Regions from separate parts of the Mus musculus genome. Here all the other regions are linked to region 5. Evidence: chromatin contacts called from public Hi-C, HiCAR-type and HiChIP or PLAC-seq data. All regions are on one chromosome and are shown on one strand. Each heading gives the region's core, a stretch centred on a gene start, on an enhancer-like site or on the middle of the called end of the contact. The rest is flanking DNA. Distances are from core to core; before and after follow the strand shown. Region 1 has its middle 170 kb from the start of BC006965. Region 2 has its middle 120 kb from the start of Gm39461. Region 3 has its middle 190 kb from the start of Gm39461. Region 4 has its middle 82 kb from the start of Gm39461. Region 5 overlaps 2610035D17Rik (RIKEN cDNA 2610035D17 gene). Region 6 has its middle 210 kb from the start of BC006965. Region 7 overlaps Gm39461 (a long non-coding RNA gene).

The links. Hi-C and Micro-C count contacts between places; a contact is called where the count stands out from the background. HiCAR-type assays count read pairs that join an accessible place to other places. HiChIP or PLAC-seq counts read pairs in DNA pulled down with a chosen protein or histone mark.
Region 1: a Hi-C map of the N1E-115 cell line shows a contact between it and region 5, with 4 times the contacts expected there. The contact joins two enhancer-like sites. A contact is called at or near these places in 1 of 15 datasets of contacts at CTCF or cohesin (embryonic stem cells), 6 of 484 Hi-C or Micro-C datasets (the N1E-115 cell line, cortical neurons, cranial neural crest and 3 more) and 1 of 9 other capture datasets (embryonic stem cells).
Region 2: a contact with region 5 is called in a Hi-C map of the N1E-115 cell line, with 9 times the contacts expected there. The contact joins two enhancer-like sites. A contact is called at or near these places in 1 of 484 Hi-C or Micro-C datasets (the N1E-115 cell line), 2 of 115 datasets of contacts at active chromatin or transcription factors (bone marrow-derived macrophages and craniofacial prominence) and 1 of 9 other capture datasets (embryonic stem cells).
Region 3: a contact with region 5 is called in a Hi-C map of the N1E-115 cell line, with 9 times the contacts expected there. The contact joins two enhancer-like sites. A contact is called at or near these places in 2 of 484 Hi-C or Micro-C datasets (the N1E-115 cell line and trophoblast stem cells) and 1 of 9 other capture datasets (embryonic stem cells).
Region 4: a Hi-C map of the C2C12 cell line shows a contact between it and region 5, with 12 times the contacts expected there. The contact joins two enhancer-like sites. A contact is called at or near these places in 4 of 484 Hi-C or Micro-C datasets (the C2C12 cell line, cortical neurons and stem cell-derived neural stem cells) and 1 of 115 datasets of contacts at active chromatin or transcription factors (embryonic midbrain).
Region 6: a HiCAR-type map of astrocytes shows a contact between it and region 5, with 3 times the contacts expected there. The contact joins two enhancer-like sites. A contact is called at or near these places in 1 of 15 datasets of contacts at CTCF or cohesin (embryonic stem cells), 4 of 484 Hi-C or Micro-C datasets (embryonic stem cells, neural progenitor cells and stem cell-derived primordial germ cell-like cells), 4 of 115 datasets of contacts at active chromatin or transcription factors (astrocytes, embryonic stem cells and stem cell-derived neural progenitor cells) and 1 of 9 other capture datasets (embryonic stem cells).
Region 7: a contact with region 5 is called in a FOXA1 HiChIP or PLAC-seq map of pancreatic cancer cells. The contact joins two enhancer-like sites. A contact is called at or near these places in 1 of 15 datasets of contacts at CTCF or cohesin (the NIH/3T3 cell line), 3 of 484 Hi-C or Micro-C datasets (3T3-L1-derived adipocytes, muscle stem cells and pancreatic cancer cells), 4 of 115 datasets of contacts at active chromatin or transcription factors (embryonic limb bud, forebrain, neural tube and 1 more) and 1 of 9 other capture datasets (embryonic stem cells).

What each region holds. Positions count from the first base shown.
Region 1 is chr11:112,542,157-112,546,200 of GRCm38.p6, reverse strand. No RefSeq gene overlaps it. Among named protein-coding and RNA genes, the nearest start is that of BC006965, 170 kb to the left of the region's middle. Within about 2 kb of position 2,405, at least 6 of the 459 cell types and tissues checked have an H3K27ac peak or open chromatin away from gene starts, as enhancers often do. A contact at or near this core is called in the N1E-115 cell line, where this site is marked.
Region 2 is chr11:112,271,841-112,275,645 of GRCm38.p6, reverse strand. No RefSeq gene overlaps it. Among named protein-coding and RNA genes, the nearest start is that of Gm39461, 120 kb to the right of the region's middle. Within about 2 kb of position 2,370, at least 1 of the 459 cell types and tissues checked has an H3K27ac peak or open chromatin away from gene starts, as enhancers often do. A contact at or near this core is called in the N1E-115 cell line, where this site is marked.
Region 3 is chr11:112,344,852-112,348,970 of GRCm38.p6, reverse strand. No RefSeq gene overlaps it. Among named protein-coding and RNA genes, the nearest start is that of Gm39461, 190 kb to the right of the region's middle. Within about 2 kb of position 2,685, at least 19 of the 459 cell types and tissues checked have an H3K27ac peak or open chromatin away from gene starts, as enhancers often do. A contact at or near this core is called in the N1E-115 cell line, where this site is marked.
Region 4 is chr11:112,238,049-112,241,679 of GRCm38.p6, reverse strand. No RefSeq gene overlaps it. Among named protein-coding and RNA genes, the nearest start is that of Gm39461, 82 kb to the right of the region's middle. Within about 2 kb of position 2,234, at least 11 of the 459 cell types and tissues checked have an H3K27ac peak or open chromatin away from gene starts, as enhancers often do. A contact at or near this core is called in the C2C12 cell line, where this site is marked.
Region 5 is chr11:113,163,234-113,166,864 of GRCm38.p6, reverse strand. The region is part of intron 1 of 2610035D17Rik (RIKEN cDNA 2610035D17 gene); the gene reads left to right. All of the region lies in intron 1 of LOC115487747 (a long non-coding RNA gene), which reads left to right. Among named protein-coding and RNA genes, the nearest start is that of Gm39467, 31 kb to the right of the region's middle. Within about 2 kb of position 1,549, at least 86 of the 459 cell types and tissues checked have an H3K27ac peak or open chromatin away from gene starts, as enhancers often do. A contact at or near this core is called in the C2C12 cell line, the N1E-115 cell line, astrocytes and 2 more, where this site is marked.
Region 6 is chr11:112,500,013-112,504,182 of GRCm38.p6, reverse strand. No RefSeq gene overlaps it. Among named protein-coding and RNA genes, the nearest start is that of BC006965, 210 kb to the left of the region's middle. Within about 2 kb of position 2,167, at least 61 of the 459 cell types and tissues checked have an H3K27ac peak or open chromatin away from gene starts, as enhancers often do. A contact at or near this core is called in astrocytes and neural progenitor cells, where this site is marked.
Region 7 is chr11:112,172,470-112,176,187 of GRCm38.p6, reverse strand. Gm39461 (a long non-coding RNA gene) reads right to left here. Exons shown (of 3, transcript XR_880297.2): 2 at 3,250-3,441; 3 at 1,247-1,424. Among named protein-coding and RNA genes, the nearest start is that of Gm39461, 17 kb to the right of the region's middle. Within about 2 kb of position 2,322, at least 25 of the 459 cell types and tissues checked have an H3K27ac peak or open chromatin away from gene starts, as enhancers often do. A contact at or near this core is called in pancreatic cancer cells, where this site is marked.

The sequences.
Region 1 (4,044 bases), core at 1,156-3,655, 620 kb after region 5:
TGGTGATTTCATATGTCACTGGGAGTAGCCCTTGAAAGCTCGCCTAACAATGCTGAAGCCCAAACCACACTCTCAGCAAAGTCACCCTTTACTCTGGCTCCGGTGTCCAGTGCATGGCGGTCTCCAGGAAGTTTTGTTCATTTTCAAGGCATATTTTAGAGCACAGTCATGTGTTTTCATATTCCTGCATCCTTATTGCTTCAGTGGCAATCAGTGGCAAGCAAGCTTAACTTCTTAGTTCTTGCATCAAATAAAAAAAAATCTGAGTTACTGCTTGTGTATTCAATCCAGCATTCAGCAGTTTCCCCCTAGATTGCCCTAGTGACCTCTTCTGCTTCCAGCTGGTAGCTTGGAGCATTCATTAAGCTACTTAGGATAGCTCTCTTGAATACTTGCAGATGGGCTGAGATCTAAGTCAGAAAAAACAAATCCAAACCCTCAGTGGTGTGTGTGTGTGTGTGTGTGTGTGTGTGTGTGTGTGTGCATGTGTATGCGTGCGCATGTTTTTCATGCCATTAAAACAGAGCGTTGGGAGTCGATTCAGTGTGCTGGGGAATCAAAGGCTTTGAAGATTGGTTCACTGACTTGTTCTAGCATCTTGGGTAGAAGAATTCTGTTCCTGTCACTCATCCATATTGGGTAAGGTATCAAATGCCCTGCCCATTTTCTAGGAAGCCAGTGAGACAAAACAGACAACCTTGAAAGCTATAAAGAGCTCTATACACATCATGCCTTAGGATACTAGTTCTACTGACTGGCTACTAATTGTCCTTCTTATCGTCTGTCTCTTCCCCTAAACCATGAATCACCCTTTTGTGGTTTGGATGAGAAATTTCCTTCATAGGCTCATGTATTTGAACCCTTAGTTCCTAGTTGACAACACTGTTTGGGGGGGGGCGGATTACAGAGCTTTTAAGAGAGGGAGACTTGTGGATAAAGTACACCATGAGGGTGGCTTCGAGGGTTTGTAGCTTCATCTCTCTTCCAGCTTGCTCTGTCCCCTTTTGGGACACAGTTGAGATGTGATCTCTCATCATGTGATCTCTCATCTTCCTTCCCCTGGCTTATTGTTTTTGCTCCCCACTGGGTGCTGGCTGGTGTTTGTCAACTCAACACAAATTGCAGTCATTTGGGAGAAGGGAACCTCGACCGGGAAATGCCCTCATCAGACTGGCCTCTTGGCAAACATGTGGGGACTTTTCTTTAACTAATAATTGATATAGGTGGTGCCACCCCTGGGCAAGTGACCCTGGACAGTAAACAAAAATTAAACTTCGGAAGCTGGTAAGCAGCATTCCTCCCGGACCTCCAGGTTCCTGCCTAGAGTTCTTGTCCTGATGTTTTCCTATGATGGACAGCGTCACAGAATCTGTAAGCCAAATATACTCTCTCCTCCCAAGAGGCTTTGATCCTGATGCTTCATCACAGCAGTAGAAAAACCTAACTAAGAAGTTCTGTGACTATAGAATCTCTCTCTGTCTCTTTCTCCTTATCTCTCTCTCACTCTCTGAATAAGTAATAATAAGGAGGAATAAGGCAAAATAAATTCCTTCTTCTATAACGTTGGTCATAGTTGTCCTATAAAGTTAGTCATATCAACAGGAAAGTAACCAGTATGGCTGTCTTCCATCCACTATGGTACTTACTATTTTTCATTGCTATGACAAAATGCCAGGAAAAAAGGAAACTCTAGGAAAGGTTTGTCTGGGCTCACAACCTGAAGGTCCAGACCATTGCGGAAAAGCAGTTATGGCAGCAGGCATGTGTGGTAAGTGGGCATATTGCATCCAGAAGGATGGTACTGCTTATATTTAGGGTGGCTCTTCTCAGTTAATTCTCTCTGGGATGTCCTTCAGAAACAAGTTCAGAGGAATTTCTCCTAGCTCATATTGTCTCCCTGTCAGACTGATATTCATGAAATCATTCCATCCACATCAAACCTTGGGCTTTAAGAGAACACCCTTAGCGACTTTTTTGTTTGCTTTTGTTTGTTTGTTTGTTTCTCTGAGAAAGAATCTTACAAAGATAACATAAGAGAAGATGGGTTTATCTTGGCTCAAGGTTTCAGGGAACACAGGCTATAATGGTGGTAAGGGATAGCATGGTATTGGGAGCTTGGAGCTTGTTCACATCATGGTAGACCAAGATTCAAAGATAGGACCAGAAACAGAGCCTGGGTATCACTTTGATGGGCCACCCCAAGTGACCTATGGCTCCCAGGGAGGGGCCCATGTGCCAAAGATTTCATAAACAGCACTACCAGCTGGAGTCTGAATGCTAAAACACAGGAACATGTGGAGAACATTTTTGCATTCAAACCGTGGCGGAAGGCTATGGAGTGCTTTTGGCGAGGGCTATCCTTCTTAGACTGTTATACTATACTTACGGCACTTCTTGAGGAGCCGTTGCGCAGACATAACTCCAGAGGTCTGTTTGTGTTGGATCAGGCCCGACCCAAGAGTACAGTAGTAACTGCCTGACAAATGGAAAAGGCTTTTAATCTGAGAATGAAAAGTCTGAACTTGGCCCCTGGCTGGCCCCCTCCCCCCACTCTGGTGGTCTCTTCTGGGAAAGAGTCCACATTTTCCTTGAAACCCAGTGACTACAGGCTCCTCAGCAGAGCCAGCCTCTGAGCCCTGCTGTTCGTTGCTAGTGAATGGGGGAAAAAATCTTGCCTCCTGTTCAGTAGGAATGCATGTCTGACCTCCACAAGAGCTTGGAGGACTCTCCCTTCCCCTGTGAGAAGAGAAAAGCCTGTACTTACTTCTCTCTGCCCAATATCAGTTGCAGCAGCTGTAACGACTTCATTTTTAATTTTCTCCTTGAGCCTGTCTGCGTAATCCATTAAGACAACGTTGAATGTTCCCGGCTAATATATTGAGAGAGAGAGAGAGAGAGAGAGAGAGAGAGAGAGAGAGAGAGAGAGAGAGAGAGAGAGAGAGAGAGAGAAAGACAGAGAGCAAAAAAAGAAAGGAAAGACTTTGAAAAATGCTATCTAAATTGTCGCCAAATGTACTCAGAATTCTGCTAGGCTAAATTGCAAATAATTTTCTTTCAAACATCACAAACACTCTAACTTAACTCAACAAATTGGACCAAGGGGTTTCATTTATCTCAGAAAAGATCCATTCTCATCCTCCCCATACCAGCCACCCCCCACCCCCCACCCCTGAACCACCCCCACTCTCTTCTCAAACACACCCTGTCGAGCTTTCTTCCCAGGCAAGTTCTCCTGGGTTATTTCTAGCCGACCTGCATTGTCTCCAGGTTTTCTGCCTGAAAGTTCCATGAATAATTTGTCTTGTCTGTTGTAGAGAACCATCGTGGGTACCAGCCCCATCTTCTTGGTGCTTGGAGATGAGGGAGTTGGGGCGGAGGGATGGCTGTTTTAAATCAATCAGTTGACACTAATCTAATGTCTAATTAGCTCTGGGTGGGCGTGGGCTTTGATTATAGGAAGTGCCTCAGGCAGTGGCTGGTGTTTCAAGGGCTGTGTGCATGTGTCAATCATCCTTTGACAAGATCTGGAGAGACAAGGGGGAAAAAAGAAAGAAAAAAGAAAGAAAGGAAGCAAAAGGGTGTGTGCTTTTTTTCATTTCTGTCATCTGTTGATTCTCGGGGTCCAGCGGTCCAAAGCAGCATTTTCAAATCATCCATTTGTTCTCTACATAGGAGTGCATGGCCAGAATCAGAGGAGAGCTCTAAAGTCAGCCAAACTGTCAATTGCATCTGGTAATTGCTTCCCCTTCCACAAGACGCTCTAGCATATCCAACAAAGGTTTTATGTCTCCTTATTTTGATTATCTAAAATAAATTCAGAAGTTCAAACTTTTGGGTGTTCAGCTAAAGACCAAAAACCCAATCAGAGTTTATGCTACTGATAGGGAGGATGGAGTAAGAGGGAAAATCCCATATAATAAGGCATCAAGGCTTCCCTTAGTATTTCTAGCAGAAAGGCAGAAGGGACTGGGCTAGCCTCTCTCACTTCCTGGTCTAAAACCTGCTCTTGCATTGCTGCTACTCAGAGTTATGATTCTGTCAGAA
Region 2 (3,805 bases), core at 1,121-3,620, 890 kb after region 5:
TTGTTGGTAATGATGGTAGAGATGGTGCTGATGGAGCTGACTACTCTCACCTCTCCCTCCTCCACTCCTTCTTCTCTTCTCCTCCTTCACCTTCTCCTCTATTTGGATCCAGGATCTCTTTAGTCAGATGTAGTTCAAAGTCAATGCACACCAATGATGACCTTGAATGTCTAAACCTACTGTGTCTACCTCAAGAATGTTGGGTTTCCAGGTATGTGCCACCATGCCCAGTTTATGCAGTGGTGGGCATGGAACCCAGGTTCCTGCATGCAAGTAAGTATTCTACTACCTGAGATTCATCCCCAGTCCCAGCAGCTCCTTAGACTTTCTTTGAGATACCAGTTTGTTCTGGATCACCTGTAGGGTCCTACAGGTGAATGTCAAAGTAGTCGTACCTCACAGTCTTGTGATTTGACAGGGGATTCATGGGGTCCTTGAGATCATGCATAGGAGACTGACTTTCAAATAGAGCACTGTACATCTTGGACAGTATGGTGGTTTGAACGAGAATGTCCTCTGTAGGCTCATGTATTTAAACACTAGGCCCCCTGTTGGTGAAGCTCTTTTAGGAGGTTTAGGGGCATAGCTTTTGTGGAGAACGCATATCACTGGAGGTGGCCTTTGAGAGTTTAAGGAGCCCTATCACTTCTCAGTCACTTTCTCTGCTTCCTGTTTTTCTGTTCAAAATGTGAACTCTCAGCTTCCTGTTCTTGGCTTCATGCCTGCCGCTGCTACAATTAGCCGGTATGATAGATTCTTATCCCTCTAGAACCATAAGCCCAAATAAACTCTTTCTTCTATGAGTTGTCTTGGTCATTGTGTTTTTGTCACAGCAATAGAAAAAAAAGAAGAAAAAGAAAAAAAAAAAAAAACCACCTGTCAATTATCTCCTAAGCGTCCAGACATGACCTTCATGCTGACAGTGAGATTTTGGAGCAATCATCTGCATCAGTTGCATGTAGGGTAACAATGTATGTCCCATCCATCACATGCAAGAATTAAGGCTCTAATGAGAAATATACAAACATACCTATTTGCATAATCCAAAACAAATAAGACCTGTATAACAAGAACGAAGATCAGCGATGACCTGGAATGATATTTGCAGGTGGGATATATTCTTATCCTTGACGCACATTCAGCCCTCTCAGGTTGGACTCTAAGTGCCATTTCTTCTTTCATTCTATTCAGGGAAGCTTCTGGTGTCTATGTCAGGCTCTGATTCCTCTTTGTTTATTTTATTGTACATGTTACAAACCTGTTGCTATTGCTGGAGACTGAGTCAAACAAGGAACACGTAAATTCTACTCTGATATGCTTTGTGTTTGTTTCTGGTGAGGTCATGAGCCCAGTTCAACGTTAATGATTGTGTATTTTCATGACTAACAAATATGAGTGCTAAGTGAATTAAGCTGTGAACTCTCCGTTCCCTTCACATCACATACACAATGAAACAAAGTAGATACTGGCTGTGAATGTATCTTTATATCTCCTTTAGAATACCATACCAAGGGATGAGCCAGGCCAGAGACACAGATAAACTATTCCATTCCTCTTGAACTTATTGTCGATACACATTTTTCTCTGAGGTTTATCAAAGTATAACTATCCTGACTTCAGAGCCACACTAAAACTGAGGAGGTAAACTTAATTGATGCAGTTTTAAAGTAATATTATTATATGTATCAGGGGGCTAGCTCAGTGTCAGAGTGCTTGGCAGCATGAGTAGGACCCTAAGCTTGATTTTTCCAGCACCACCAAATCCACTTACTATTACTATTAAGTAGGTATGGCAATGCTTGATCTTTATATAGACATTTGCATCACTTTCCCTATTAATTAAGATTCAAAACATGGTAAGATTCACTGGCAGGCTTTATGGCTTCTCACAGAGGAAAGAGAAGCAGGGTTGATATAAGGGATAAGAAGAAGAAGGATACATCCACTTTTATTAGAACTGAAGACCTTGGAAGCCATAAGCCAGGGCCCTTCTATCCCTAAGATGTGCATTGCCTGCACGGGGCATTTGTGATTTATGGCTTCCTTAAGCAAGGATGGAAAGTGACCAGAGGAACTCTGGGATTGCAATGTCTAGACAGGGTGGAGTCCAAGGAAGCCAGCGCTCTTCTCCGATTAATCTGCAGATGCTTTGGCAAAATTCATTTTGTTTTGACCTGGGAGGAAATGAGAGGCTTGTTTTTGTCTGTGACAAAACCCATAACCTTTAGGATATTGTTGAATGAGCCAGCCTAGTCTATTTTTAGACACCCCCATCCTCTCCAGAGCTGTGGCCTGTTTCTTAGTTCTAGTGCACTAGTGAGGAATAGACTCAAGAGCCAAGATGAAGGGAAAGGGGTCAGAAGAGGCACGCGCTCCTACTCTTAACAATTTAATATTTCTTGAAAACCACCCAGCCTTCCTTATTTTGTGCCCTCGAGTGCCCCGCGGAGAAGCTCTTGGCCTTCAATAAAAACAGAGGTAACAGTCAAGTCAATGCTTTCTAAGTTGTCATTGGTAGCTCTGCCTAGTGACCTGTTCAGACAGTCAGTGTTATTAGTCATTGAGGGAGTTGTATTAGGTCTTAATTAAATCTTTAACAGCCCTTACTGACAAACCCAGATTCTGAGTTCAGATTGTTATTTTTTGCCATGCAATTGCAATGGGGAAAGTAAAGTATCTTGCACGGTGAAAGTGGAGAAATTGGAGGAAGTCCACACAAGTGTTTGCCTTTTCTTCCTCTGGCACTCTCACCTCTTCCTGCACGGATGGCAGTAATGCTGTGACGATGGGACTGAAAATATTTTAAAAACATTTAAAAGTTACCACCGAGAGGAGAAAATGGTACATTTGCACTCGTCTTTCTCCACTTAATGGCATTACCAGAGATGCTTTGTCCCCATGGGCCATAAATTGAGACATCACTCAACAGTTGTCCTGGCAAATTTCCCCCAAGAAGGCCACTTATGAAGTGACCAATCACATCGGAGCCTAATTTACTGAACATTTAAAGCTATTGGGTTGGAGGGGATTAGGATACTGTGAACTTGGGATGTGATCCATTATGCCCCCAGACCGAGAACTCATCCCTACATCCTCTCCACGGAGACTGGGCTGCACTTCCTGTCCCATCAAACTGCAGAAATCATTGCCTAGTCAGGCAAAGCCACCATCTTACTAGTTATAGGCTAAGACATGCAACAGTCCTCCATCTTTTTGGTCTGGAATGGACATTAAGTTTCTCCAGGGGCAGGTTAGCAAGAACACTGAGGTGCATTCCAGGTCAGACAGGAAATGAAGATTATAAGTGAAATGTAATATACATTTCCCCCTGAATTTGGATAACCCAATGACTTAAATTGGGAAGACCTTAGAACTAACCCCTTTCCAGAGCCTCTTCATATTTCACAACTTACCTCTCATGTCAGCATTTGCCCAATATGCTTCCATGTTCCAGGAAAGAAGAATAATTGCAGAGAAATCTTTGGATGTTCCTGTTACACTGGAGGCTCGGCCGTAGAGAAATGGCCCTGGTCTTCTTTGACAGAGGGGAGGTGCCAACTAGCTGTCTGAAGAGGTGGTCACGCCACTCCTGTCCTCTCGGGTATCAAGTGGTAACTAATGTGAAGCTAACACTGAGCCACAAAAGTGATACTCACCCCAAGAGACCAATATGATCTTTCCTGGAAAAAAAATGGGATGAAGGTAAATATGTTTATTCCCAGATGGAACACAGAGCAGTTTTCAGCCTTGACAAAATTCTTGGCAATATAAACTTAGGATTGGGGAAGTACCCATTCAATTTCAG
Region 3 (4,119 bases), core at 1,436-3,935, 820 kb after region 5:
AAACAAAACAAAACAGGACTCAGATATTCAAGTATGCAGCAGATTACTGACCCTACTCCAAGGGAGTTAGAAAAGTTGATGAAATATCATTTATTGTGGGCATTTTAAACTTTGAGTTAGATATAAACTGATGAAAAATATAGAGGGGGCTCTTTATCCTGGGAGAGGTGGTTGACATTTGTCGTCTAGAGTTGTTAGGCCTCCGATTAGAGGATTAATCCTGGAAGTGTCAATCTCAGTACAGACAGAGGAGTGACTGGTGTTTCTAGGGGTTGATGTTGGTTGTCAATGGCATGAGGACAAACCTGTTGTCCAGGAGAAACGCTGCTCATCCTGGTGGCATAAATACTTCCGCTGTGACCCATTTCAAGATCTCAGTGCTTTAGTGATAACCTGGACCTGTTTGCATTTGTTAACATCAAATACCCTAAGTGTTAATCAAGCATATTGTACTTTTGTGGGCCCTTAAATTATTCCTATCAGGAATTTTGTTAGAGCAACGAAGAAAGTACCTAATTCCTTCTGGGAAATAACTTGTTTGTTTGTTTGTTTGTTTGTTTTAAGACTTTCTTTCTTAGATGATGGCCTAATTTCCCTTCCCATGGCTGTGATAAAATGCTCCGATAAAGACTAATTAGGAGAGAGAAGGTTTATTTTATCTCGAACATCAATAGTATAGCCCATCACTGTGGAGAAGCTAAGGGAGTGGGAACTTAATGCAGCCAATCACATGCACGGTCAAGGGCACAGAGAAAATGATGCATGCATGCTTTTATTAACCAGCTTCCTCTCTTCTCTCTGTTCAGTCTGGGACCCAGCTGTGAAGTTGGTGCAGCCCATGACAGGTGGTTGGGTATTCCTATACCAATTAATATAATAAAGATAATCCCCCTATAGACATGTCCACTGTCCAACCTGAACTAGCCAGTTCTTCACTGAGACTCACTATTTAAGTGATTCTACATTGTGTCAAGCTGACAATTAAAACTTACCATCACTTGGGCTTGGAGCGATGACTCAACACTCGAGGAGACTAGCTACGCTTTCAGAGGACCTGGGGTCAGTTTCTAGCAGTTCATAACCACCCATAGGAACCATCTCTGAACATGGCAGTTGATGGCAGTCTATAACTCCAGCTCCAGGGCATCCATCACCCTTCTCTGGCCTCTGCAGGTGCCTCATGGATGTGGTGTGGGCAGATAGTCATACAATAAAAAATTACATAACTCAGTAACATAAAATAACATAAAATAACAATAACTCAAGCTTTAAAACAACCCAATCAACCCTGCTGAGTTGATCAGAGAAAATAACAAAAGGGATAGAAATTCTGAGTATCAATCCATTGAGAATGTAAGAGTATGGGTATATATATATATATATCCTACTTTTCTAAGCCCTTCATTTCAGTGCTTGGTTGTTATTAAATGCATGTGTGGGGCAGGAATACTTGAGAGAGAAAAGAATTAATTTGATAATTGTTCCCAAAAGATTTGTGTTTTAATTCCTCAGCAAATTCCTTCTCTAGAATTTGAGAGTAAGAACATAGATTTAGTTATTTTTAAAGCGTTATGATTCAGTGATATTTACTGCCTTCACATCGGTGTATAACCACGGCCTCTGTAAGAACCCTTTCTCTAGTTTTTCACTCAGCAGACGCTTTGGATTCTGCAAACTATATTGGTGTCTTGAAATTCCAGGCCATATCATGAATCCAACCGGAAATATTTTGGACTGGAACTGTCACTTTCCCTTCAACATCATCAAACCCTTTTAGACAGCTGAGTAGATCTGGGTACCAACAGCCTCTTTCCTAGCCATTAAATAGAAAGAAAGATTTAGGAGTCAAACAATCTTGTTGATGACCAGGAGCTCCCTGGCTCTGCAAGGTACATCGCTGGTATTTGCTGAGTTACTTTCAGACTTCCTCAGCTGCTCATTCTTCTTTGTCCACCCACAGCGTTTGCTGACTACCCTGAAATCAGCAATGTTTCACGGAAGAATGTTTCATCCAACCCAAGTTCGGTCAGGACTGAGCTGTAGTACCTCAGGTTCTTTTCACTGTCAGTCCTTGAGCCGAGACAGGAAACTGGAATGGAGAGGTGGTTGCAGGCTTTCAGGTGCTTGGGCATTGGAACTCGTAGACACCTGGCCTGTTATAGTCCTCATGGGCTCGTTTTATGGAATGATTGGTGCCAGACGAAGGTTGCCTGGGCAGGCTGGGGCACTTAGTCATGGGAGTGTTTATGGTGACGTTCTGATAAGAAAGGTGCCATTGGGAAAACTGCAGCTGGGCTTATACAGTTCATCAGCCAGAGATGCCTAGGGCAAGCAGACAACTCTTTACTTCTTTAACCTTGGGATGACTCTTCATTTCCAGACGTGTGCACACAGAGGCAGAGGGAAAGAGAACCCGGCTCTCTCTCTCTCTCTCTCTCTCTCTCTCTCTCTCTCTCTCTCTTTAATAACCTGTCTGTGTCTTTTTTTTTTTTAAATAATCAGTGTGTCTTTGTTTGTCTAGGGCCAGGCATATATGTATCTTCAAACTGTTTAATAGTGATATGTCAAAGAATGTTTTGAGGAAAGAAAAGCCAAAGGAGCGAAGAGGAGGTCCTTTATACACCTCAGCCTCCCTCTCAAGCCCTGCACCTGCTCCCTTTAAAATTCTTTCAGCAGCAATGAGGAAAAATGGTTTTATTATATTGTGACCTTCAGACCAAATCTCCCTTTTTGCAGCGATGGCACTGAGCAGTGTGACTCCAAATAGTATAGTTATTATCCATGCGGCTAAAACATTTGCCTAGGAACAATGGCCACTTTAGAGGAGGAGAATATTTCCTTTGATAAATAATACACTGAAAACATGGGTTAGGCACCAAAATGTTAACATTTAACCACACAGCCACCTATATGCTGACTCTGCATGGGACGAGAAAACTGTACTCTGGTGTTTGCTATGAGTTATAATTTTATTTTATTTTAATTTTTCATCTTATGATATCAGACTTTAAAAGTCAGGCTATCCAATTCCAAGGAGCCACAGAAGCAGAGTGGCCCAATGTCATGTTTACACCGTGACTCAGCAGCTGCAGTCCATTTAAAGGAGACAGACCATTCTAATAACTCACTCTAATTAACTCCCCCTCTCCGATAATGGTTTCTCCTGGGGTTATCCACTAAGAAGAGCTTTGAAGAGGGCTCAAGTTACCAACGAGAGTGAAGATAACACATTTGGATGCTGCTTAGAAGTCTCTGTCCCCAGATACTCATCTTCCTGGGATTCCTATGGTTATTGTCTCCTTTTGACATTTTCCTGGAAAGCTTTTCATCAGATATCAACTGCTCATAAGCCACCAAACTGCCCAGCAGAAAAGCATTTCAAGCTGTCCCATCTTACCATTCTAGCAATGCCTAAAGGACTGTCTTTAACTTGTACAAATAATCAAACATAATAGCCACTAACTGGTGAAGACATGTATTGACCTGTTCTTGCCTACAGTTAAAGTCGCGTCTAAAGAGAAGTGGGTCAGAGGAATGTTGCTTATCAGAGAAAAAGACTGAAGTCCCAGAAAGACAGCACCCTCTTCAGATGGCTTTGCATTCTAACTGAACTTGACTTCAAACATCCTGATGGGCCAGTCACGTGGTTCTGCAAGCCTTTGTTGTTTCGTTGTGAATTCTGCAGTAATGCCACCCAGAAAGAAATCCTGCCTGCTAACCCTGCAAACCACAAGTTCCGAGGCTGTTTAATTGTTCTCCCTTTTGTTGTAATTCGTCACCAGTGAGGGGGAGGATAGCTGTTATCTTTAAGTCTAACATTTCAAAATATATCTGGGCCAGTAGAAACAGTCTCCTTCAAAAGCACATGGGGACACTTTGATGTCACCCCAGATTAGGCCTCTGGAAGTCACTCATCACTGGGGACACAGTTAATGTCTCTCTCCAATTTGGTCTTTCTTCCTGTTTCTGTCATTCCACAAATACCTGCCTTTGTTCACAGTTTTTTAGACCATATTCTATAGATTTGAAGAGCTGTTATGGAAAGCCCCAGATGGAACAGAATCATCTACCTGAAAACTCTTTTCTAGTGGCCATCCCGGGAGGCCCTGTGAAGGCCCT
Region 4 (3,631 bases), core at 985-3,484, 930 kb after region 5:
AGATATGGCCACTAAGCTTACAATCATATGCTGTCCCTATAATGGATATCCCTGATTCACAAAACACATATACTTTGCATCGTTTCCATAAAGGATGAGATGAGTTACTATGACTAGACAGTCTTACTCCTTACTCACCATGTGTAATTACAATCAAGAGGATGCTGATTGAGCAGGATTGGAGGTGGGACATGATCATTGAATGGAATGAATTATGCCGCACTACAAAGAAATGCCTCAGCTGGAGAGATGGCTCAGCAGTTAAGAACACCGACTGCTCTTCCAGATGTCCTGAGTTCAATTCCCAGTAACCACATGGTGGCACACAACCATCTGTATGGGATCTGACGCCCTCTTCCGGTGTGTCTGAAGACAGAGACAGTGTACTCATATACATAAAATAAAGAAATAAAACTTTTAAAAAAAATCAACAACAAAAAAAATGCTGCCAAAACCTACAACCTTTATAAAACCTGATACTTGGCTGTTATTTTTCAAAGAATAATAGATCTTTCCACGTTGGCTTATAATATTGATTATCTTGTTATTGTTTTCAGTAACACACGGGAAGGAGAAAATGGTAACTGACACAGTGCAGAAATCAAAGATGTCCAAAAGATAAAGATGGAGAGAGCCTGGGGAGATGGCTTAGTGGATAATGTGCTTGTTGCAGATGCAGTAGAACCTAGGTTTGGATACCAGCACCCCTCTGGAAAAATTAGGGCATATCAGTGTGCACATGGAGAGAGGCAGCAGGACTACTGGGCTAACTTCTCTGCCAGTGTGCCAAAAGAGTGATCTTCAAGTTCAGTAAAATAGCTTGTCTCAGAAAGTAAGTTGGAGTATATTGATGAACATCTGGCCTTTCCCATGCACATATACGAACACAGCACACACACACACACACACACACACACACACACACACACACACATAGAGGGGGTAGAGAAATGGAAAACAGCAAGGGCTGTTCAATCTGATAGAATTCAATCTGATAGAAATGAGTGGGGAAACTTGCTTGGAATAGTATTTATTTCTTCTTTCTCTTATTATCTTGGTGGGTTTTGTAAATTGTCATGGGCCAGCCATAGCAACTGACAACACAACTTTAAGCAATTGTCCTAGCTTTGTAAAGAATGAAGCTGCATAACGCTTCTATAAAGAGTTTGTGTTGTCAGGCAAACCATATAAAGCATTGATGCCTAGGCATTTCCAAGCCTTTCTCAATGATCTGGACCTGCATGGGTGGGTATTCATGAGCAAAGCACAATTCTAGAGAAGACACTGTGCCAAAGTTAACTCAAAAGCTTAATATTTTCTCTTCCTTGACAAGTTATTCTTTAGAATGAAGTATAATTTAAAAGACAAAACTCTGTTAAGAGTGCCCAACATACTATGTATACATGAATTTCCATTAGGATACATTGGCCAAATTTCTCACTGAGGCTCCTGAATGACAATTTATTACTAGGACAACAAGGTACTGGGGTGCTGATATCATTGTCATGATCATTAGTAGAGTAAAAGTCATGACAAGATGTGCATGACATGAGTATCATCCATTGCAGCCACCAACAGTCCTTAACATAGCTAGCTACAATATGGCTCTTGTCAGCATCTCTCAAGAACACACAGAACAAGCGTCTACTTCTTGGTTTGTCAGGCCAGATTTATGGTGAAGCCTTCCCATTTTTCTTTCCTCCAAAACAGCAAGGGCATTGCAGTCTCCAAATGACACTTCCTCCCAAGAGCGTCACTCCTGTGCTCGAAGGTGTTTAGAAAATCCTTCCTACCTTCCACTCCTGTGCCCCTTACTGGCTTCTGTGTATCAGAGCCCTTGGTCCTGAACTCACTTGGAGTGAGAGAAAGGATCCTTTTGCCCTTGAGCAGAAGAGAGCTTTCTCTCCCTGCCTCCTGCCCTCTGCCCAGGCCTTGAAGCATTCCATCTGCCTATGTCTGTTGAGGAGGCACCCGGCCTCTGGGGCTGAACCAGTGGGGTCAAATAATGTTCTCACCAGTTAGCATAATTAACTCCAACCACCCGTCTGTTGCAAAGTCTGGCGCAGCCAACACAAGCAAGAGGAGGCCAAGAAGAAATTTCTCCTCATTATTAAACCTAAATCTAAGCACTTGTCTGTCTGTAAAAACAGAGCAACCGAGGAAAACTGAAACCAGTGCACGGGGTCTGAGGTTTCAATAAATGTCAGGGAGCGTCAAGTCTGTTTGGATTGCAAATTATTGCTGGCTGACGGTCTCACTGTTTTACAGCTGAAGATTGCTGTCATGGGGGGTAGGAGAGAGCTGAGGGAGAGCCTCTCGCATCACGGCCAGAGGGAAACAGAAGTTACCAGATACTATAACAATCATAAAACATTACAAGAGGGATGTTGGCTTTTGCTAAATTTAGTCTTTCCTTAATGCACGTCCCCAGGAAACAACAGTCCACGGCGCTTGGCCCCGCCCCCTCGGGTGGATGAGGTGTTAGGTTTACCAGTGATGGAGAGCACAAATCTCCACTTTATCCTTTCTGAACTTTACTCCCCCCCTCCCCTTTGTCGAGCCACTTGGAACATCTGAGAGCGATAAAGAGGCCTAAATGTTTCAAGGTGCACTAATACCTTACTACATATCCTAGAGAAACACACACCAATAATTCGTGTCGTGGTTAAAGCTATTTCTCAAATGGATTAAATGAGTGAGCGATTACTGACTAAAACAAGTGTCAGGCGAGAGCTTTTCAATCTGCCCAGGGACATACGCTATTCGACTTTTTATTGCTGCATACTTCAGAGTTTCGAGAGGATGTGTGGTTTCTGGGGCTTCCATCGAAGTTCACCCACGTTTCTATTTGTTTCTTACAGCCAGAGTATTAAAGAGCTCCCATGTGCCAAGTACTGTGTCAGGTGCATTGAAAACTAAAAGAACGAAGGCCTCCATTCTCCCTAACAGTCAAATGAAATTGTTTTAACCAAGTCTTTTAGTTTCTAGTAACTAAAAAGAAAATTTACCTGAAAGCCAAGTAGAGAAAAATCATTTTAAGGTAGAATGGTATTCATTGACCCAAGAGTGAAAACACAGCAGGGCTCATAAAAAGACCTAATAGTTGGCCTCAGGATACTATGGACAATAGAATTATTTTCTTAAAATCTCTACTCACACACGTTCTCCACCCTGGGTCTCTTAAAGATATGCTCTAACTATTGTTTTTTTTTTTCAGCTTGCTAGAATTTCTGGCTCTTTCCATGTAAAATTAAAAACATTTTGTCAAGCAAGAATCCCATTTCTATTCCCAGCTGTGGTAACTTCTGTCTTGGAACTTATTGATAAGAGAATTGGATTACTTCAATCTGGGTCAGGTGTACCTCCTCATCAGATTATAGGAGTCAGAATCTGAGAAAGGAGGTTTACATTCAAGCTGTCCAAGTCTGGAGCCTATTGATCATGTTCCTGTGTTAACACATGTGTTTTTTAAAGTAGCACCAGAGCGAGTTTACAGCCTTTGGATCTTATATAACTGTTGAGTGAGATCTTCAAGAAAGATGGAATTAGCATGCTAGTTAGTGCCCGTGGGAAATGTCTAAGGAGAAAAAAAATGTTAATTATGGTTTCTGCTCCCTGCTGCTGGATTTGT
Region 5 (3,631 bases), core at 300-2,799:
GGGAATGTCAGAGCTATGAGCCTCCAGGGGAGGGAGGGTTGAGAACAGTTTCTTTGTATCTGGCAGTTGGGGTGTCATTGAATAACCTTGAGTCCTGGCAGCTCCAAGGGCGAGCTGGGCACGCTGGCCTGGAAGTCAATTGCAGAAGCCAGAGCAGGGAGGGGCCCATGCAGAAGGTGCTTCCGGGAGGGAGGCCTAAGATTGGTGTGGGAGTGAAGCTAGAAAGGGCAGGGTCCACCCTGAAGGCCTCAGCCCCTCACCTGCACAATCTCTCATGCCCAAACCTAGCTAGGCATTTCTAGCCAGCTCTGTCTGCAAAGATGCCCCTCCCTCTTGAAAAATGTGCACATCTCTGTCTGATAAAACCTTGTTCCCCCTGGAGGGAGAGAAAGGAGGGAGGGAGGGAGGGAGGGAGGGAGGGAGGGAGGATGGCGTCTGGAGGCAGGAAGCCAGTGTTGGAATCCAGGCCTGGCTTTGTCCCTCTCCAATGGGCAGCTAGGGGTAGGGTGTTTCATTTCTGGGTTCTGCCTTTCCTATAGAAAAAGATCATAAAAAGAACCCATCTCCTAAGGTTGTGGTGAAAGCTGAACAAGGTCCTGTGTGCAGTGGAGCCAGCACTAGGACAGAGATTGCATGTGCAGAGCCAGCACTAGGACAGAGGGCGCCCCACTGTTCTGTCCGCCTTTACACAGCACTGCCCCCTCTCATGTCTGCAACTCTATTTTCTGCTGGAAACGGTATCAGAATATATTAAGTAGAAAATTTCAGAAATAAAGAATTTGTAAATATTGAGTGATTTTTTTAACACCCCCCCCCCAGTGTATTGTTATAATTATTCTGGTTGTTTAATAGTTATTGATAATCTCTTAATTTGCTTTTCATACTAAATTCTATCATAGTTATAAATGTGCAGGAAAATAATATAATTAGGTCTTCAGATATACACTGGTCTGGAACACTCCTCTATTTGCAAAGTATGTGTTTTTATTTTTGTGTTTTGAGTCCTTCTTGGACTGTAATTTGACTCCAAGGACCAGATCTGTCCCAGGAGGCACTTGGAATTAAATGCTGAGTTCCAGAAGGGAGTGTTAAAGCCATGGCCTGTCAGGGCTGCAGGCGGCAACTCCCACTCGGAGGCTCCATTCCTTCCCACAGCCTGGACTCGCAGCTGCCTTGCTGTCTCTCTGTTGCCCCATCCCTGCATAATTCAGGCAGGCTGATAGGCCTGCTACTCAGGTGGTGCCCTCTCTGCCCCATAGCTCTTGAGAAACCTGTAGGCTCTGAGCACATTGCTAGAGGAGAGGGCGGTGCCTGGGTTATGACCTCTCTCAGAGTTGGAACAGGGTCTCCGAACATCCTCCAGGGCAGATTCCAGGTCAGCCCTGGAGGGTGTCGCATGCCTTGACAGATGGTGTCCGGCTGTAGGCTCCTGCCCCACGTCCTGGAATGAAGGCTTGGCAGCCCTGTTTTCTCCAGGGACAGTTGACACTGGGAACCCTGGACATTGTCCCTGAGCTCAGGGCATGCGTCTCGCGACCATTCGCAAACTGACCACTTGATGGCGCTGTGGCTCCACCGTGTGCCTGCTTTCTCCTCCGGGCCCCTGGCTGAGCTGCAGTGGTCATCCAGGCGCCCGACTGTGCCCTGGCTGCTGGTGGGGCGCAGCGCCTGACGCCTGCCCGTTCTGCTTGAGCACAAATGCAGAGCTCAGAGCTAGTTTCTCCTGCAGCGAAGGAAGTTTGGGGTGTTGGTATTGTGTTCTGTGCTGTGTGTTCCTGCAGCTTCCCCAGCAGCGGGTCAGACGCCCTAGTGTGCTAAAGAACGGTTTAGAGCCATCTGCATCCTGACCTGGTGGTGATCACTGTCTTTGGGGCAGAAGTGATAGCTAGTCTGAACTCTTGTCTAGAGTTTGTACTTAGGAGAGAAAGCTAGCTAAACACAGAATGGAAGAAGGGTAGGAAGAGGAGGAAGAAGAGGAAGAGGAGGAGGAGAAGGAGGAGAAGGGGGGGGCGGGGGAAGAAGAGGAGGAAGGAGGAGAGATTGGAAACTCTTTCCTAGATGAGCTTTGCAGTCATTCTGTGTCAAACCCTTCAAGGGGCGACCGAAAACAAAGAGCCTCCGTGAGTTTGCCTTAGAAATAGTTCTCTCCGAGGTCTATTCTGGTTGCACAAATGTGTACCCCTTCCACCCCTGAGCAGGGTCACTTCATTCATTCCGTTTTCAGTGCACACCCACTCACTGCGGAGCCAAGGGGTTTCCTCACAAGCTTGTTTGTAGATGTTGTTTTAAAAGCACGTCCTTCTTTGGGGTTTCTGTACGCAGAGGCAGGGGTTTGGGTCACCCGGGTCTCACTGAAGCTATGGTTTGGGGGGGGGGGAGGGGGGCGGGGGGCGTTTGGAAGAAGGTGATAAGATTGTCTCTTACAGGGAAAGCCAAATGAAGAGCTAAGCTCCTGATTGGAAGTGCTTTCCTTTTTGTAGCTCCATTTAAGACCAGGACTGTTCTCAGGAAAACAGAGTAGGTTCTGAGTTCAGGCCTCTCTTCTGGGGCTCCTCTCCCAGAAGCCCTCTGTCTCTGTGGAGGTCAGAGCCTTTCCCAGCTGCCTGGGCCAGTGACTGAGAGGCGAGTCCCAGGGGTCACTGCACCAGACCCTTGCCCCCCTGGAACAAATGCAGCCGGCTGGTGGGGGTGGGGGTGGGGGCTGGGGGCTGGGCTGCTCCTCCTAGATCTGCCTGCCCCTAGGGCCAGGCACAGTGTGGGGCCTGAGCTAGACTTGTCCAGAGGCAGGCAGGGCTAAGGGAGGTTGTGACCCCACCCCAGCTGGGGAGGGCAGTGGGAAAGGAGGAACCTGGAGAAGCTGTCCTAGCCAAGCAGGCTAACTCCCAGCTTCCCCTGGGCCAGAGGGCCCCCTGTCGCCTGGCAAAGGACAATTTGTACTTTTATTCTTACGCTATCCTAAGGCTCACTCACCTGCAAGTGTACTATCTGGTGCCTCACAGAGGCTCAGGAGTTGTGTGGCTTCTCAAAAAAGAGAAAGGAGACCACGGAAAGAGAGGCAGGAACGGAAAGGAGACCCACCATCAGTCACTGCAGCACGTGGACCCCCATGATAGCCCAGGAAAGCCCAGCGTGTCCGCTGTGTCCACACGGCCCCGAGCAGCTCTGTGCGAATGTGGCTCTTCAGCCATGCAGAGCTCTTGATTACCAAGACAGGAACTCACAGACACTCACAGTTCAGGTTTCAAGATGGAATACATCCATTTCAGTTACAGGGTGTGTGTGAAGAGCATGGAGTTGGTGGCCAGTCTCTTCCCTATATTAGAGTTCTGGAATCCATCTTGAGTTGGTTTTTGTCTACGGGACGGAGTTTCCTAAAAGACCATTGGTTACAGAAGTGCTTCCTGTGAGATAAGAGCTTTGCTTCGGTCTTGCTGTTTAGTCCTCCCAAGACCCCAGCAACTCCCTTGTGGTCACCTCTGGATGCCTGTGACACTGAGGCCCTGACCGACAGCTCTCTGCCTGATCAAGCAGATGTGACATCTGAGAGCCAGACTCGAGGCCCTGCTGCAAGGCCTCCATTGCCTTCCTCATGCTACCCTACCTCGTGTGGTCTGAGTCGGAGCCTTGTGGC
Region 6 (4,170 bases), core at 918-3,417, 660 kb after region 5:
CCTGAACAAGGCTGGCAGCAATAGACACACTAACATGGACCAGGGGAATCTCATGGGGTTTCAACCCTGGACAAAGAATAACTACGGGCAACTGAGGAATGCAGAGAACAGGAGAAACAGTGTTCCCTAGAGAAGAGTATGCCCCTTCAGTGGGTTATCCAACACCAACTGGTCAGTTTCCAAATCATATGAATATGAGTAGCATTGTATGGAGTGAACAGGCTGAATTTATATATACAGGAATATATAAGAATCACTAAAAACAAGAGGCCATGGAGAAAGAGAGAGAGAGAGAGAGAGAGAGAGAGATTGGAAGGAGGAAAGGGGGAAATAATGTAGTTGTGTTAAAAATTCAAAAAATAAATATTACAAAAAATGTGTCTGACGTGAACTCCGACCTTTAACTGAGAATGTTCAAACATGCACCCCACCCCTCCTCAGTGTGCTTTCCTATGTAAGCAGCAACTCCTGAAGGAATATGCCCATTCCATTCTTCCATTCTGGGGGAAAGTGCCACTTTGGCACTCTCCAGAGCTGTTTTGTCTTTTGTTCAATAGCATGTAAAGGCACTGTGCTTGGCTCTACAGAGTGTGGTAGGAAGCCCTGGAGCTGGCAAGAATCAATGACTAGTGTACAGAGTAAAGCTTAGGGATGAAGAGTGGAGTCTTAGGTATGGTCAGAGCAACATCCAGAACCTATTTCAGGACTCACCTGAAATGTTTTCAGCCTTTTACAAGTCTGTCCACTGGTTTTAAAGAGGCAGACTGAGGGAATCTTGGAGTCAGAGAGTAGAGTGGGTCAGCATTCTTGAGTTCCCTTCTCCTCCTCCTCCTCCTCTTCCTCCTCCTCCTCCTCTCCCTTCCTCCCCTTCCTCCTCCAGATCCTGTGTGTGTGTGTGTGTGTGTGTGTGTGTGTGTGTGTGTGTGTGTTTGTGGTGTGCCCCTCCAGAGACTCTTAGGATGCAGTGTGTATGAGCCAGTGGTAGCCCGTGTGTTTGGAGCTGTGGTTCAGTACATATATCACTGAGGAAAATCATTCAGAATTCTTCCTCTAGAGCATCGATTCTCAACCTGTGGGTTGTGACCCCTTCGGGGGCGGGGGCACATTTCAGATACCCTGCATTTCAGATATTATTATAATTCACAACAGTAGCAAAGTTATATTATGAAGTAGCAAGAAAATAATCTGGGAGGGTCGTTATAGCATGAGGAACTGTATTAAAGGGTTGTAGCATTAAGGTAGGTTGAGAACTATCGCTCTAAAACATTACATTTAAACATTACATTTTAAAGGTAGAAGACAGGCATCTTGTGCTGTCATAGAATTATTAAAATTATGATCCACCTCAAAGTCTCTCTGTTCCTTCCTATCCTTGGGCAGATGAACAAATTGGGACATAGGCAGGGTAGGAGAGGACAAGGTTTCCCCCATCACTTTCTGGGGTGCTGGCAAAGCCTGCCAGCACCCATTTATCCCTGGACTCAATCAGAATTACCTCTCTGGGTTTCCAATTTGATCAATATCCCATTAACTGAAATGAATCTATTGCTCTCACTTTAAATAGGTTCTTGTGATTTAAAAAAATAAATGAGGAAGGGAAAAATGACCAGATCAGACTAATTTCCAGGATTCACTTCTCCAAAACGTTTCCTATCAGTGCATCCCATGCACTTTTGTTTCGGGGTCTGCATGTAAGGTGACCCTATGAATTAGATGTAGCAGGACCAAGATTCTTAAAAGGGAATATAAGTTTTGAAAACCCTTAGACAGAAAAATCCAACTGTCACACTCTTCTTTATTTACTTTCTGCTTGTAAGTTTCATGCTAAAGAGAAAAAAACAAAACAAAAAGACTTCATCCAAACCCCTGGAACAAAAGTAGGTTGTGGGGGAAGGGAGGGGAGTTTTAAAAAGGGAGGGAGGAGATGAGGGGGAAGAAGGAAAGAGATTCTTAATGGTATATTGTTTTCTGAGCTCTACCAATTAGCAAACATCTCTTATAAAAGAAAGAAAGAGGGAAGAAATTCCGTGCACCAGAGTAGCCTCAGTCAGCGGTGGGCACTCTGGGCTTGCAGGCTTTCATCCCCTCCTCCCTAACCCTTGTCCTTACATCAGACCAAGTGCATCCTGGGGGCTATTGTCATGTTGATGAGTCAGCCCCAGAGCCTGGATTCTCTCACTGCCCAGAGAGCTATTCCCACCACAGACTGGGCTCTGGGGCTCATTCAAGCTGAGCTGAATTGCTGGGAGAATAAAAGATCCAGCCTTAATTAACCGGCACTCTCCGCTCCCAGCCACAGCTCGATTGTTGTATAGCCTGCTCTTCCCCCTAAGGAGGAAATGCCAGGCCTCCTGAGGCAGCCCCAAGGATGGGAAGTAGAGATTCCCTTAGGGAGCTGGAGTTGATTCGGTCTTGTTTTGAAAATAGAATATTGCAGGGTATTACAGCTCTGCATCACCAATGTCCTGGTTTGTTAGTTTCTTTCTTTTTGTTTTTTGTTTTTGAAAAGAAACAAACCCCAGAGTCTGTGATTTCTTTGCCCCACTCCTGAGCTCCAACCATTCCTCAAGGTTCCTGATAAAAGTCTTTCCAAGCATTCTAGAACCCTGGTTAGGACTTTATTGGCAGTGTTGTTTTTATTTCTTTAAATAGTTTCTGATCCTATTGATACCAATAAAAAAAACCCGTGATCATCTTTTGAGTTATTTTTTTTTTCTCAGTGGTCGTTAAAATTATAATCAGTAGCGACTGGCTTAGTTTCTAATAGTTTCCCATCTGACTACCACAGAAAGGAGGCATGGAGTTGATAGTCTAGCAGGCTAACTTGCCTTTGGATGTGATGTTCTTGCTGTTTTGTTTTGGTGATGGTGGTCTCCTTGGGGATTAAATCTAGGGATTTGCTTATGTTAGGTGTGAACTCAGCCACTGAGCAATAGCCTGAAAACTGAGTTTGGACCTTTTGATTCACTGCCCTCGATGTCCTTTCCTTCTCCTGAGTTCTGTGGACAGCTACAACTGAGGAAGTCAGCATTAGCTGGGCCCCCATTCTCACTCCAGCCTATGAGTGTGCTGTTGATCTAAGGGGTCTAGAAAGGTTCATCATTCTAAGCAGGAGTCTCTCCAGTGTGGTTACAGCTTAGTGGGGCTCGCAGGGGGCAGCCACATTCTGATTGGACTGAGTGTGGTGCTAGCTTGGGTGGGTATGTATAGCAGGGCAGAAGGGCAGGGTGGAAGAGCCAGCTACTCTGAGAGTGGGACTCCGGTCTCTGACTTCTTCCTTTCCCAGCAGCACCTGCCCTGTGGTCTGCCATGTGTACTCTTTATGACTTGACTCTCAAGGAAGTTACAGATAACTTCTGAAGTTTTTGATAGAAGATGGTGTTCCCAGAAAGGAATTCTTAGCACGGCTGTAACCGTCAGGTGTGCAGTTTAGAGAGTCAGAGATCACAGCTCAATATTGTTCTAGGGGAATCAGTTTGCAAGGCCAGTGTTGAGGGGCCCTTTGTTTTCTTTATGTGTTTTCTGAATACCACAGGTATGCCGTTGCCTTACATCACAGCGTCCCCCTTCTCACTAGGCTTCCATATTAATTGCTTATGTCATTGCTGGGATGACATAACACTGTAGTGGAAGAAGATCTAATTTGAACTGTACTCATTTCTTGGTAGGAAGACATGATGTCTGGGGTTTATCCTTAGAGGCAGGAATCATCAGGGTGACTGTTTAACATCTGAACAAAGACGTGGAGGGTAGTCCATTCTGTAACCCTTCCTTCTTCCCATCCAAGACTCACTTCTAATGAAGTTCTACCATCTACAGGTGCCACAAGTTCCCCAAGCAGTGCCACCAGTTGGGGACCAAGTGTTCTATATATAAACTAACAGAGTCTGCTTCACACTCAACCTAAACAGCTTCCCATAATTATGGTCAAATATGAGCAGTCCTAAAATACTTTCCAATGTTCTTTAATAAAAGAGCAAAGTTTTAAAAATCAACAGTACAAAATCACTTTTAGGATGATTCTTTTGGTTTCATTTCCCATCGCCATGATAAAACACCATGACTAAGTGCAATGTAAGGAAGAATTTATTTTGGCTTATGGTTCCAGAGAAGCAAGAGTCTGTCACAGCAGGAAGCAGGACAGTGAGCAGCAGGCTGGGTGGCAAGAGA
Region 7 (3,718 bases), core at 1,073-3,572, 990 kb after region 5:
ACCAAGGAGTCTCTCAGCTGGGAAAAGGATGGATGACTCACCGGCGTTAAGAGATCTTCGTCAACACCCTCTGAAGCCATGTTCAGTAAGCATAAGCCAGCCAGGGGTGAGACAGATATTTCAGGGCTACAGCTCCGACTGGCATCAATCCAGAGAGACAAACAGGGGGCGCACCCACCGTAGGTACGCCAGCTTTTTTTTTTTTAAATAAGCTGATTGGATTCTAAATATGTGTTTTATTATAGGAAAACAATCATGTGATCATAAGACTAGATGGAACTTAGGGTGGTTTTTCTACTGGAGGTAAGACGATGTCTGTACCTTACCCACGTAGCTTTTCAGGGTAGGTGTCCAGTCAATCACACAGCAGAGTCTGGGCTTATTAAATACTTTAAGAGTTTTAGCCATCTACCCTTGAATTAGTTTTAACAACCCCAGAGATTTTTCTGTCTTTCTCTTCCCGGACTCCTACTTCCTTCCAGCGTTTGAGACAAGCCTAGCTAGGGGCAGAGGCGTGGCTTGGATTTCCATCCTGCAGCCTCCCCTCCAATCAGCCATGTCATGGTGGAATTTTTATTAGCCATAAATTTTTTTACTGGCTAGATTAATGCGATTGAAAGCATCACACCCAGTAAATAGTGTCTGCTATTTGTTTTAGCAATACCTGTGGAAAAAGGGCAATTGGGACCCAGGCACAGCGGAGCTGGTGAAGCCATTGGCTGCACCTAACTGTTGGGGGCCCCTTTGACTGATGACCAGGGGATGTTCTTCTTCGAGGGAGGTCCGCCCAGCAAGAGGCTCCATTGGTGCATGCGGCTGCCATGTGTAGCCATGATTCACTTCACTGACTATCAAAGCTTTCTACAACTTTGCTTGCTGACTTTTGACCAGAAGTTCCCTTTCAACACAAGGAAAACCTGCCTAGAGAGAGACAGAGGGAAAGCCCACTGCAGGGAAATAAATGGTAGCCGTATTCCTGGCGGTCTACGTTTTATGGTCCGAGGCGCTCCGGCTTGAGTCTGCCCCGTGGTGCTGCCTGGTGTGGGTGTGTTTGGTGACATTTTATGGAGCATGGTTTATAATCAGCATGGATTATTGTAACAACAACAAGTGGGAGGGATATTCAATAAAACCTTGTTGGATAGCAAATGCCCTACACAAAAACACTGTTTTAGAGGCCCAGGACCCAAGCGGTGTGTTTATAAAGGCACCTTCGGAAATGTTCTTTCACAGAAACCTATTTTTTTTGAAACAGATTTTTAAAAGAAGGTGTGGGATCTGCAAGACATTGGTCCCCATCTGTTTTCTACCCCCCCTGACCTTGGTTGTTTGACTACGTGGTCATGACCCCTTAGTGAGTAGGGTAGACGGTCTGGGGAAGACGGTTAGTGGAAGCTTCGGCATCGGCGTTTGCTCTTCCCTTCCTGGAAGAAGAAGAAGAAGAAGAAGAAAGAAGTCAGATTTCTCTTCTTAAAAAAAAAAAAATGTTATAAAAGAGAAGCACAAACAGAAAACGAGCCAAATTGCTAAAGGGGATCAAGAATTGAAATACAGCCTCCAAAGTTGCATGTACAGAAAGAAACCCTAAAACGTTCCCAAACCCCAACCTGGAGCGTTGATCTGCCTGAATTTCTTTAGTCTCAGGCCAGTTTCAACCATTAGACGACTTACAATTATAAAGTTGGCAGTGGCTACAGCCCATGGTGGCTGGAGGGGATTCACTTTGTAAATTCAGTTCCTTGGGTAGGTGGTATTGGCAAGATCATCCTGTTCCCCCGCTGCCAACCCCGAAGACGCAGAATGCCTTTCCTGGATCGAAGTCCAGCAAGGCATGCTGGGAAGGGAATGAGTCTGGACTGAGGATGAGGTGGAAAGACCAAAAAAGGTGAAGATGGGAAGGTTACGGGGAGGAGGCAGAGGGATGGAGGACACGAACAGTAACTGAACAAAGAAAAGAATGTGATTTGAGGTGCAGAGAGAATGCCTATAGGAAGATAGACTGATAGGTAAGAAAGAGATAGGTAGATAGGTAAGGAACAGATCTTGAGGAAATAGATAAAACAATTATAAACATCTTCTTCTGAAATCTTCATTTTTGAGGTCACAAATTTTCTTGATATTTTGGAATATCAGCCTCGTATCTTCTCGTTCCACGGACCAAGCCCTGCTCACCATAGACAGGATGGTTCGCCTTGTGCTTGCCAATGTGCATCGCTCCACGGTGGTAACTCTGCCTTTCTTCCAGTGCAGTGATAGATGAGTCACAGAAACGGCTTTTTCCATGAACTGCCATCCAGTCCCCTACCAGCCAGTGGCTCTAATCTCTGCCGAATGTGCAAGTGTTTATTTTTCCAAGCCTGGTACCTTCTATGAGTCACAGGGCTCAGATGCCACTTAGTAATGGGCCCTTGTAGAAGTCAAGAATGTGACACACGGTGAGGCACACAGCTTAACAATCACAAACAACAGCACGGTTAATGGGGGGTGAAACTTCGGTGACATGTGTCACACCAAAGAGCCGACTCCTTGGGCTCCCGGTGTCAACAGATGAAGGGTCTCGGTATTGGGTAATAATGATAAAATATTGCCATCTGTTGGCATCCTGTGTAAGCAGACTCTCACATGCACACCATTGATGACTTTCCAGGCTGCCAAGGGAGAGGGTGTATGGAAAATACTGAGTAAAAAAAATCAGAACATGGAAGGTTGAATCTCTAAGAGAAAAAATACAGCCTTCTAGATATTCAAAAGAGAGCCGAGAACATCACAGTGACACACTCACTTACCGCCCATCCCAGGCAGGAAGGATAGGAGCTAAGCCCACTAACAGTAGCTGACCTTTAACTCAATGAATCAGAGGATTTGGACTTCTGGTGGGTTGTGTCATTAAATAGTACTAGGAACGAGAGTCCTTGGAATGGGCTCAGAGAGTTTTCTATCATGTCTGATCTTTAGATCTTTACTACAAGAGTAATAGGTACGGATGTTAAGTTGTGTGTGAAGATTATGCACAGTTCAGGCAAAAATGGTAAGCCAGAATAATCTAAATTATCTCCTAGTATAACTATCCACACATTCTGAGGACAATAGAATAAATTAGTATTTCTTATTTAACATTTTATTGATTCTTTGTGAATTACATATCATGCACCCCAATTCTACTCATCTCCCCACCCCCTTGTAGCCACCCCTATTCTTGCAACCTCCCCACCAAAAGAAAAAAAAATCCCCTTGTGTCCCACACTATACCCTTTTGTCCACACATCTGTACTTGTGAATGTTCATTGCAATGAATGAGTCACTTGTCTGGTTCAAGGCCACTACACCATCAGTACTGGATCTTCACAGGGACTCCTCTCTGGTCTTCTGTTGTTCCCCTGTGCCATGATGATCTCTCCTCTTTGGATCTGTAGGACCTGCCTCTTCATGTGTTCCAGTAGTCTATTCATGGGGCAAACAATAATTATAGTCATTCAGATGCCCAGAGAGGATTTATTAGGCCTGATAATCTAGACATTGCCTATAATGCCCATTCATGAACAGCACTATATAGTATTTTAGGACAAAAATTCTATAAAACCAAAACCCCAAAACCAACCAACCTAACAAACAAACAAACAAGAAGCTGGGATCTTGGGGCTGGGGAGAACAGCCCTTGAGTTAAGAGTGCCCCCTGTTCTTCAGAGTCCCTGGATCTGGTTTATTGTGCCAGTAACTG